Linked DNA regions of Zea mays: all the other regions are linked to region 3. Evidence: chromatin contacts called from public Hi-C data. All regions are on one chromosome and are shown on one strand. Each heading gives the region's core, a stretch centred on a gene start, on an enhancer-like site or on the middle of the called end of the contact. The rest is flanking DNA. Distances are from core to core; before and after follow the strand shown.

Region 1 (3,049 bases), core at 360-2,859, 210 kb before region 3:
CTCTTTAAATAGCTGAACCAAAACTTATGGAGGCATTTAGAACATCTTTTGGAGATCCTCCAGTGTGCACCCGTCCGATGGATCACAATCAGACCAGCATGCCGTGCCATGTCCGTGGAAGTGTGGGTACCATTCATATGAGGGCTCCCGTACTGTCAAGTCAACCAAAGCACGTACGCTGGCAAGGATCTTTTCGCTAGCACAATCCACTAATGATTTGGCAGCATTCTCAAGCTTTGTGTGGAATGTGGATGATGACTAAAAGTTAAGAGAGCGTTCAGAATATGGTCTTCAGGATAGAGGGTGGCATCAAATTCGTCTTGTCAGCTGGACGTTACTCCATTATTAGTTTGACTGAGACTACGAGGTTTTTTTTTGTGTGTGTAAGGGGGGTCCTAGCTTAGTTTTTGAGAGGTTTTTGGGGTCCTAGCTGCGAGAACGGCAGCCACATCGGCCAGCTCTGCTGAGAAATAAAAGGCCGGGGCCGCGGATGAATTAATGCAGCTCCGTTGCCTTGCCCCCAACTACATCAACTGGATAAGGTAAAGAAGTTGTTTATTATGCAATGTTATTAGCGTGGACTCAACGTAAGCATGCATGCAAGATAAAAAAAAACTGTGAGAAGCTAATTACTACTAAATTATGTTGGGTGACAAGTGCTTGCCCATTGACACTGCCTGCATGCTTCCCAACTATAAGTGCATGTCACGCATGTATGACAAAAAAGCGCACAGAACACACGTGTACGTGGAGCCCAACAAGATCACACCGGTAACTAAAATAACTTGGTGTGGAAGCGAATCGTGATATCGATCGATCTCACCGAAAGAACAAATACCTTGCTTAATCCGTTGTTTATTTTCGATGGCTAATGACCGGTAGAATCATGATTATACGTGGGACCGTGCCTTGTCAGACTGATGGCTACACCACCGTATCGTTGGATTCTTCTCCAAATCTCACATGGTCTTGCCCATTAAACAATTTCTGTTACTTTAAGTGTTAGCTAGTTGCTATCAACATCATGGTCTTTACTGCAGGATTTGCAAAAAAACCTCGTCGTTTCACTGAGGCCATGTTTGTTTTATTCTAAGATTATATAATCCACTTTATGGATTATATAAATACCTATGATTATTGTAATCTAGGCATCTAGATTACATAATACACAATAATCTGTGTTGTTTGTTTACCTCTCAACTTATTTAAACTAGATTATATTATTTAAATGGTAAACAAACAGGATCTAAGTTTCGTGTGTTGTTTGGGTAGCCAGCGAAAATTGGACAATCTTTTGTCGACCGAAGTATAGCCCACAGAAATAAAGCAATTTTCAGAACAACAGGACCGACTAAAATTCCTTTAGTGCTTGTTTGGCAACCTTATTTTACCAAATAATTTCCATTTTACCAAAAAAATTAGTTTATTTTCCCTTTAAAAAATTACCAAACTAGCCCTTACATGGGCCTAATTTTGCATAGTGTCGGAATTTGAGCACACATGGTCGATTGAAATTACATCCCTTTGACCACAGGTATGCCCTCACGCGTCAATGACGTCTACCACATGCCCGCACTGCACCCATCGCCTCGTACACCACCGTGACTTGTCACCACAGCCAACCCACTTAGTCCTTTCAGTTGCATTTGGATTAGAGGAAATTGAAGGAATTACATCTCTTTCTATATAATTTTAGATACGAAAAGATTTAATTCTTTTTAATCTCCCTCAATCCATCACTAGTAAACAAGCCCTCAACCATATGCACGGCCCTAGCACAACTCCCAAACCTTCTTAGACCCTCCAACATCTAGCTCAACCACCCTGCTCTATCGCCCATGCAGATCCAATCGTCCCACCCGATCGCGTGGCCATGCCAGTCTTGGAGCCTTGCTTGTGCAGTCCATCCACCCACGTTGGTGCCACCCCTACCGCCCGCCCGCCCTGCTCAGGAATGTGCTGTGCTTGAGTCTATGTCATAATGAATATAATTTTCATTAGTTGGCCATGTAATATATGTTTCTTAAGCTAATAAATATTATTTATTAAGTGATTAGTTTACTTATTAGTATATTAGTTTGGTAAACCTGTTTCCTTTGATGTATTGGATGATTAGTTTTTAAGTTAATTAGTTTGAATATTTCGATAATGTCAATACGTTTTTTATTTTTCAATACTAATAGATAGATTGAGAAAAACATGACAAATGGGCATATGGAAATCATGCAAAAGCATGGCAAAAAAGAGAAGAACTCCACAACATCTTAAGATCTTGTGAAGAGGAATCATTGAAGGTGGTAAAAAAAGTTATCCACATACTTTAAGGGTGTGCCCGAGCACTCTTTATCCACCCCTCACCCATATTTTATGACTAGTGAAATTGGCATGGCAAATTATGGCGGAACCGTCCGAATTATTCCAACTTAAGTGCCTAAGTCCCACCTTAAAGGCTAGACTACACTTAAATGGGAATAAAACGTCAGTCCCTCGGATCTAGTCCGACAAGGCCACTACCAGGATCAAGTACCACGTACTCACTCGATGGTGAGGCACAGAGCAAATACAATAAAAAATAAAACCATACATTAAGGAGTATTAAATTTATTACAACATCATCAGAGTTTAGCAAAAGCAGTGATCATTGTTCAGAATGCAGCGGAATAAACTAACAGAAAATAAACTGAGAGATGGGGAAGCCTGTCTCATCACTCCTCATGCTCCTCCTCTGCCAAGTCACTCCACCAACCATGTCCTCCAGAGAACCTGTAAAATTATGCCACAAGCAAGGCTGAGTATACTAATACTCAGCTAGACTTACCCGGTGTGAGGAGTCTACTCCTCTACCTCTAGACATGCAGCTGTTTGGCTGAGGGGTTGGGTTTGCCAAAAGCGCTAGATGAGTCTAAAATCAAGTTTTAGCTTTTCAAGTTTTAGTGTGACTCTCTTAAGACTAAATGTGTACCTATCTAATCATACATGGTATCAAGCATTTAGCAATCAACAACTTTTGCCAAGTCAACACATTTCCACTTGTTACTCAATGTAGCAG
Region 2 (3,306 bases), core at 215-2,714, 130 kb after region 3:
AAGGCAATTCTTGCCTTCTGTCGCCTGGCGCACCAGACAGTCCGGTGCACCACCGGACACTGTCCGGTGCGGATTTCCTTCCTTATTTGGCGAAGCCGACTGTTGGCAGCCTTGGAGCCGTTGGCGCACCAGACACTGTCCGGTGCTCCCTTCTAGTCGTTGGCTCGGCCACGCGTCGCGCCCGGATTAAGCGGCCGACCGTTGGCTCACCGGACACTGTCCGGTGCACACCGGACAGTCCGGTGAATTATAGTCGTACGCCGTTAATTCCTTCCCGAGAGCAGCAAGTTCGCCTGAGCTAGCCTGGCGCACCGGACACTGTCCGGTGCACCACCGGACAGTCCAGTGCACCCAGACAGAGCTGACTCTGGGTGAACAAAGCCATCTTTTCTTCAATTCGATTTCTCCTGTTTCCAGCACTTAGACACAATACATTAGTCTCTAAAACAATGTACTAAGTCTGAGAAACATACCTTTATACTTGATTTGTACTTTGTCTACCATTTGACACTTAGGCACTTGTGTTGGACACTGAATCACCAAAACACTTGGAAATGGCCCAAGGGCACATTTCCCTTTCAGCATGAAGGGAGGCCCTTGTCCCTCCATTTATAGGCAAGGTGGGGGGTTAGTGGGAGGAGGTGAGGATTAGTGGGAGGTAAGCATGTATTAGCCATGTATAAGTGAAATTAGCTTGTAGAGCTCACTGTATGACACCGGAGGCGTATGTATACGTATGAGCATGAGGAAAATTATTAATAAAATATTTGTAGGGACTTTAAAAGTGATTCTGAAGGTATTTCTCATGAGGAAATATTTGGAGAAATATCGGTGGAATATTTGGGCAGTATTTCTGGAAAGAATTTGAGTGGGATCACTGGGGAAATATTTGTAGGATACTTTGAGGAGGATTTTGGAGAGAATATAGACCACTATATTTTATTTGTTAGATCAACTCACAAACAAACATTTTGAAATGAAATTTAAATTTTATTTTTAAGTTAGAGCGAGTTTGAGAAAATTTCAAGATTTGAATTCAGGGCGCTACACAAAAAGTAGAAGAAAGGAAGAAAAACCAAAAGGGCGCCCTCAGTTAATGTAATGCCTAAATTTTGACTTAATAAAGGGAGAAAAGTTAAATATGTGAATCTCCTTAAGTACTTAGCATGCATGCATACATTATCATTAAGTTAAGTAATTAATGAATGAAAAATACATAATTTTGCATCCCATGTTGATATTCTTGTACTGCTGCATTTGTATTTGAATCTGTAATGCTAGGTTGAATTTGAAAGCTGGAAATAGGAATAAAACACAAAAAGGAAAAGAAAGGAACAAAACAAAACAAAAAAGAAAAAGTGTCGCCTAGGCCAAAACTAACCGAACTGGCCTAGCTAGCCTTCCGGTTAAGCCCGCGCAAGCGCACGACATCTTGGCGCCGACATGTGGGGCACACCAGGCAGCCACAGCGTGTGCCGCAGCGCACCCATCTAATGCCACCATTTGGGCCCAAAGGGTCGTCCTATGCATGCTTCTTGCCCACCTGGGTTCCGCTGAAGCATGGGCCGTCTAGATAGCGCTCTTGTAGATCTTCTCAAAGTCAGGTTTGCCGGAGTGGTTGTACCGTCACCGTGATCCTCGCTAGCTCCAACTAGTCATGCGACCACCTCTTTGCGTCAATAAAAGGAGGTCTCCTCTACAATGCATGAGTGCACCAACTTCGCTATGGCTTGCGGCCATCACAAACCAAGAACCCATTGTCATGAGATAGAAAGAGAGAGAGAGGGCGATCACCGACATCATCCCGCGTGTAACGCCCTGAATTTGGGGTATAAATTTTCATCTCTACTATTTAATAAATTCGGGCGTCCATATCGCCCTTCCTCCCTTTTTCAAAGAAATATAGAGAATGGTGTCCATATCGCGTGTAACCAAAACCTAAGTTGATATGGTTCTTGCATCATGCCGAAGCATATTTATTTTGTCTTATGTTGTGCCTAATCGCGCGTTCATCCAATTTTGGTTTTTGATTCATGATTTAATCTCGATTAGAAGCAGGCGAGAGCGATTAGTCTGCCCGGCCCGTGGCGCGGCCACCCTGGCCCCTGCGTGCACGCTCAGGCCCCCTCCCCTAGGCGCGCCCCACCCCTCACCCTCATTCTCTCTTTCCCGTACAACAACTTCCCTCTCCCTCTCTTCCACTTCTCTCCACCTCTCCTCTTGCCCTAGGTTGGATCCCGTTGAGCGGTTGCTGCTATTCGTCGAGCCCTGAGGTGAGCTTCCCCTCTCCTCACTTCTATCCCTCTTCTCCCCCCTCTCCCTTCGTGCAGCCCCTCCCCGGCGAGCGACCGGCCCTGCCCGGCGTGACCATGGCGCGGCTCGATGCGGAAAATAAGCTAGGATAATGAGCTTGTTAAACATATGTATTCTCATTTGAATCTAATCATCAATGAGCTCAATTCTATTGGCATTAATAAGCTAGGTGATGCGGACATTGTGAGGAAGATTATCTCTTTACTACCACAACAAAAATATGGGAGCATCATCACCATTCTTCACAACATTGAGGACTTGAGTCAAATGACCTCGACCATTGTGATTGGGAAAATTGCGGCATTTGAGATGTCGCGGAAAATGAGTCGACAAAAGGAGCCAACTTCTTCAAGACCATATGATTTTGCATGTGATGAAAGAAAAGGCAAAAAGAAGGCTCCCATTCCAAGTTCCTCAAGTGAAGAAGAGGAAGAAGAAGAAAATGATAATGATGAAGATAATCAACCATCAATATCATCCTCCAAGGACGAAGAAACAATCTGACGCGTCGAAAAGGTAATGGGGATGATCCGCAAGATTAATCTAATGGGTGTGCCCCTGCAGGTCGAAGATCTTCTCTTTAACATTGACGGGAAAAAGCAAAAAAGAGAGAATGTTTCGCATGCGGGGAGAAGGGCCACTTCAGGGACAGTTGTCCAAATATGGCCGAACCCACAAAAGGGAGGAGCAAAGGCAAGGCGCTTACAAGTGTCAAAACTTGGGATGACTCTTCAAGCAAAGATGAATCTCCAAGGACGTGCAGCCACCGATCCTCATCACGCTCATCAAGGTCATCATGCAAGTGCCTTATGGCAAGAGATAAAATGAGTATTCCATCCTCTAGTGATGATAGCAGTAGTGTTGATGAAGGTGAGGGAAAGCCCTCTGTAGATGAGCTTGCGGAAGCCGTAAATTTTTTTTAGGATGTATGCACTAAACAAAAGGCTCAACTTAAAACTTTGAAAAATAAGTTGATTAGCTCTCAAAATGATT
Region 3 (3,116 bases), core at 239-2,738:
CCCATCGCCTATATATATATATGTGCCTCACTACTTGGCATAATAGACGTGGAATATATGGCAATTCCATTATAACGTATTTTATTGCATAAGACTATATATGATAGAGGTATATACATATTACCATAGAGCTATATATGTGCCTCGCTACTTGGCATAATAGACGTGGAATATATGGCAATTCCATTATATCGTATTTTATTGCATAAGACTATATATGATAGAGGTATATACATATTACCATAGAGCTAAAGTGTGCCAACTAATAATCTTTTTAATTAATTAGCACTTGACTCTTCAGAGCCAAAGGCAGAAAAACAACCGATCTTTTTCCCCCCCAAAAAAAACGTTCCATGGAAATATTATTATGTTCAAAAATAAATTTCTTCCAAATGATCCGAAGCATATATGCATACAAGTACAGGGATGCAACCAATGTGTTAGAAAGTAATGCCTAATTACCAATGAGTTTAACATATACACCTTACACGTGCTAGTCGAAATAATAACAAATAACCCTGACCGGACAGGCAAGACCTAACTACATCTTTCGATGGAAAAAATATTATTCGCATTAGTCCCGACCATTCTACCGCCTGCGGCAATCTGCCATATATATGCACTTGAAGTACCGGCCTTACTGCCGTACTAGATTAATATAATAAATCCGTGAGCTGGAAATAACAGGACCTCATCGTCATCTATCAACAACAATACACCCAGCAGTCCGACCCAACACCACAACTGACTGCCGGATCATGCATGTGAGAGATACTTGATCGATCTGCCGGCCGGTCATTGCTTGGGTTGGGATCTTCCTTTCGGCACCCCGATCGACGCAATACGTGCGATATGGACTGTTGCCGGAAAAGCCATGCACGTATATTGTTCCCGCTCTCAAGCTCCACGCGCGCACATACGAAGGGATACTTCTCTTTTCCTTTCCTTTTAAATATAAAATAGTAAGAATTTTAATTAGACACGCCAGATTAATTGTTTGATAGCACGAATGCACCAACGTAGTTATTAATTGTTTGATTGCATGATTACACCAACATAGTTGATTTGACGAACATAGTTGTTTCGCAAGATTGCATCAACATAGTTGATTATCGCTGCAAATTATAAATTGAGATGAATATACAGACAGTCAAATCGGCCAAAAAAAACCAGAAAGAAGATATATTTTTCCTGTGCGTGTGGCCATCCGGCGGCCCAAGTTTGGACTTTGGAGTGGCATCCGTGGGCGGCGGCGCGGCGGCAAGCAACTGTTCACGCGACCGAGGCGCCATTGATTGATGGATGCAGGCACTAAGGAAAGCAAGAGAACCCTACCTACAGCACGACAGCGAACAAGGACCCTGCAAACACATGGCATGCATGGGCATGGCACGCATGGAATCTCGCACGGTATGATGCACAGAGCGAGCGATTTGTTGGTACGTCCATCAATCAGGCGGACGGACGACAGTGCGATCGACAGGTGGGCGGCTGGATGTGGTCGAAGGCCGCGCACCGGCAGACGAAGCGACGTGTGGAAGAGCCTGAGTTGAGTGCGTGCAGTGGAACCGACGGTTGAAAGGAGATACACGCAGAGATCGGAGTACCATGCATATATAGCAATAGCATCATCATGCGGTCCAAGATTGGCCTGTCATTTAGGTATGCAGGCGTGCGTACTTGCCATATTCCCGGTAGGCAAGGCTGCTTGAACAGCCACTGTAGTTTCGAGAAGCCAACCCCCCGCATCATGTGCCGTGTCGTTTATATCGCACCGCGTGGAAGCTGCGAAGAATCTCACTATCTCAGATGCCGCGTGATTGTTGGAACTGAATACGTACATTAAATTAATTCTATAAGCGATGCGTGTCTGGGCATTCACATAAAAATATCTGGGAATGGAAATTTAATGCAAGAAGAAAAGGATTTTTATGTGGACGATTGAGAGCAATATATGTATTTTTAGTCAAGGATAACATACTTAAAAAGAATCGGAAGGGTAAACCATCATCTTATTTATATATGGTCAAAATAAAGTTATGCTAAACCTCTTATTCAGTCCTAATATATTCTAGAGACGGAACTTATTTGCACTAGCGCAGATAAACTCTAGAGACGGTTCAGAACCTATTTATACTGATATTTTTTAAAACCGTCGGTGCTATAAAACAGTAAAAATAATTATTTTTACAGGTCAATAAATGAGAACCACTGGAAATCGATTTTTCCACATTTAATTAGGGGATGGCTCACCCAGGCAACGTTGTCCGCAAGCCGAGAGCCTAGAAATTTTTCGATCAAAATTCACACTCTACTTGGCTGTGAGAATCGAACCGATGACTTCAGCCTTGCACGTGACTTCGTTTATCAATTCATCCATCACTTACTTCATATATACTAGGTATGTGCCCGTGCGTTGCGACGGCGTATAAATTATTCGATAACTGTTAGTGCATAACGATCACATGAAAATGAACAATATACATATCATCAACCTCAATATCTCACAAATTCACACTAATAACATAAAATGTGTGCGCAACTCAAATAGGGATAATTTGTTTCCTAATATGCCGCCAATATTTACAACTGACAATAGCCACAGCTGAGCACTTGCACACGAGCTCGTACTTGCAACTTGCAAGTCTTGCGGAAACCCTATTGTGGTGACTATGAAATAATTTTTTTTTACAAAAGAAAGCACACCAACTTTAGTTGGTTGTTGTGCTATCGACTTAGTTGGCTATTGTGCTATCTGAAGCTAGGAGTATTGCAATTCAGACTGATTATCCAACCAAAATGAAGGACCTACTATTTTTTCACTAACCAATGCACTCATAACCTTAACCATGGGCAATAGTATTTAACAGAAACAATGATGCCTAAAAATATTAGAGCACAATATACCATACTTAGAATTGGACATGTACCATAATTATTGAGTATTTTCCTAGCATACTCTGCGCCTGCAAAATAAGCAATTGGCAGCTACATTAAAGTGTTTAATCTGATTAGAGAGAAACTTATTTAGAATCAGGATCTAATTCACCAGATAGAAGGTAGTAGAGTGGAACCATACAAAAATATGCCCCCACCAACTAATGCTTTTCAGACAC

What was found. Hi-C and Micro-C count contacts between places; a contact is called where the count stands out from the background.
Region 1: a contact with region 3 is called in a Hi-C map of tassel, with 2.1 times the contacts expected there. The contact joins two enhancer-like sites. A contact is called at or near these places in 2 of 25 Hi-C or Micro-C datasets (ear and tassel).
Region 2: a Hi-C map of ear shows a contact between it and region 3, with 2.1 times the contacts expected there. The contact joins two enhancer-like sites. A contact is called at or near these places in 2 of 25 Hi-C or Micro-C datasets (ear and tassel).

The regions. Positions count from the first base shown.
Region 1 is chr5:129,944,286-129,947,334 of Zm-B73-REFERENCE-NAM-5.0, reverse strand. No RefSeq gene overlaps it. Among protein-coding and RNA genes, the nearest start is that of LOC103629915, 51 kb to the left of the region's middle. Within about 2 kb of position 1,609, at least 11 of the 20 cell types and tissues checked have an H3K27ac peak or open chromatin away from gene starts, as enhancers often do. A contact at or near this core is called in tassel, where this site is marked.
Region 2 is chr5:129,605,684-129,608,989 of Zm-B73-REFERENCE-NAM-5.0, reverse strand. No RefSeq gene overlaps it. Among protein-coding and RNA genes, the nearest start is that of LOC103626879, 20 kb to the right of the region's middle. Within about 2 kb of position 1,464, at least 15 of the 20 cell types and tissues checked have an H3K27ac peak or open chromatin away from gene starts, as enhancers often do. A contact at or near this core is called in ear and tassel, where this site is marked.
Region 3 is chr5:129,735,468-129,738,583 of Zm-B73-REFERENCE-NAM-5.0, reverse strand. No RefSeq gene overlaps it. Among protein-coding and RNA genes, the nearest start is that of LOC111589321, 35 kb to the left of the region's middle. Within about 2 kb of position 1,488, at least 13 of the 20 cell types and tissues checked have an H3K27ac peak or open chromatin away from gene starts, as enhancers often do. A contact at or near this core is called in ear and tassel, where this site is marked.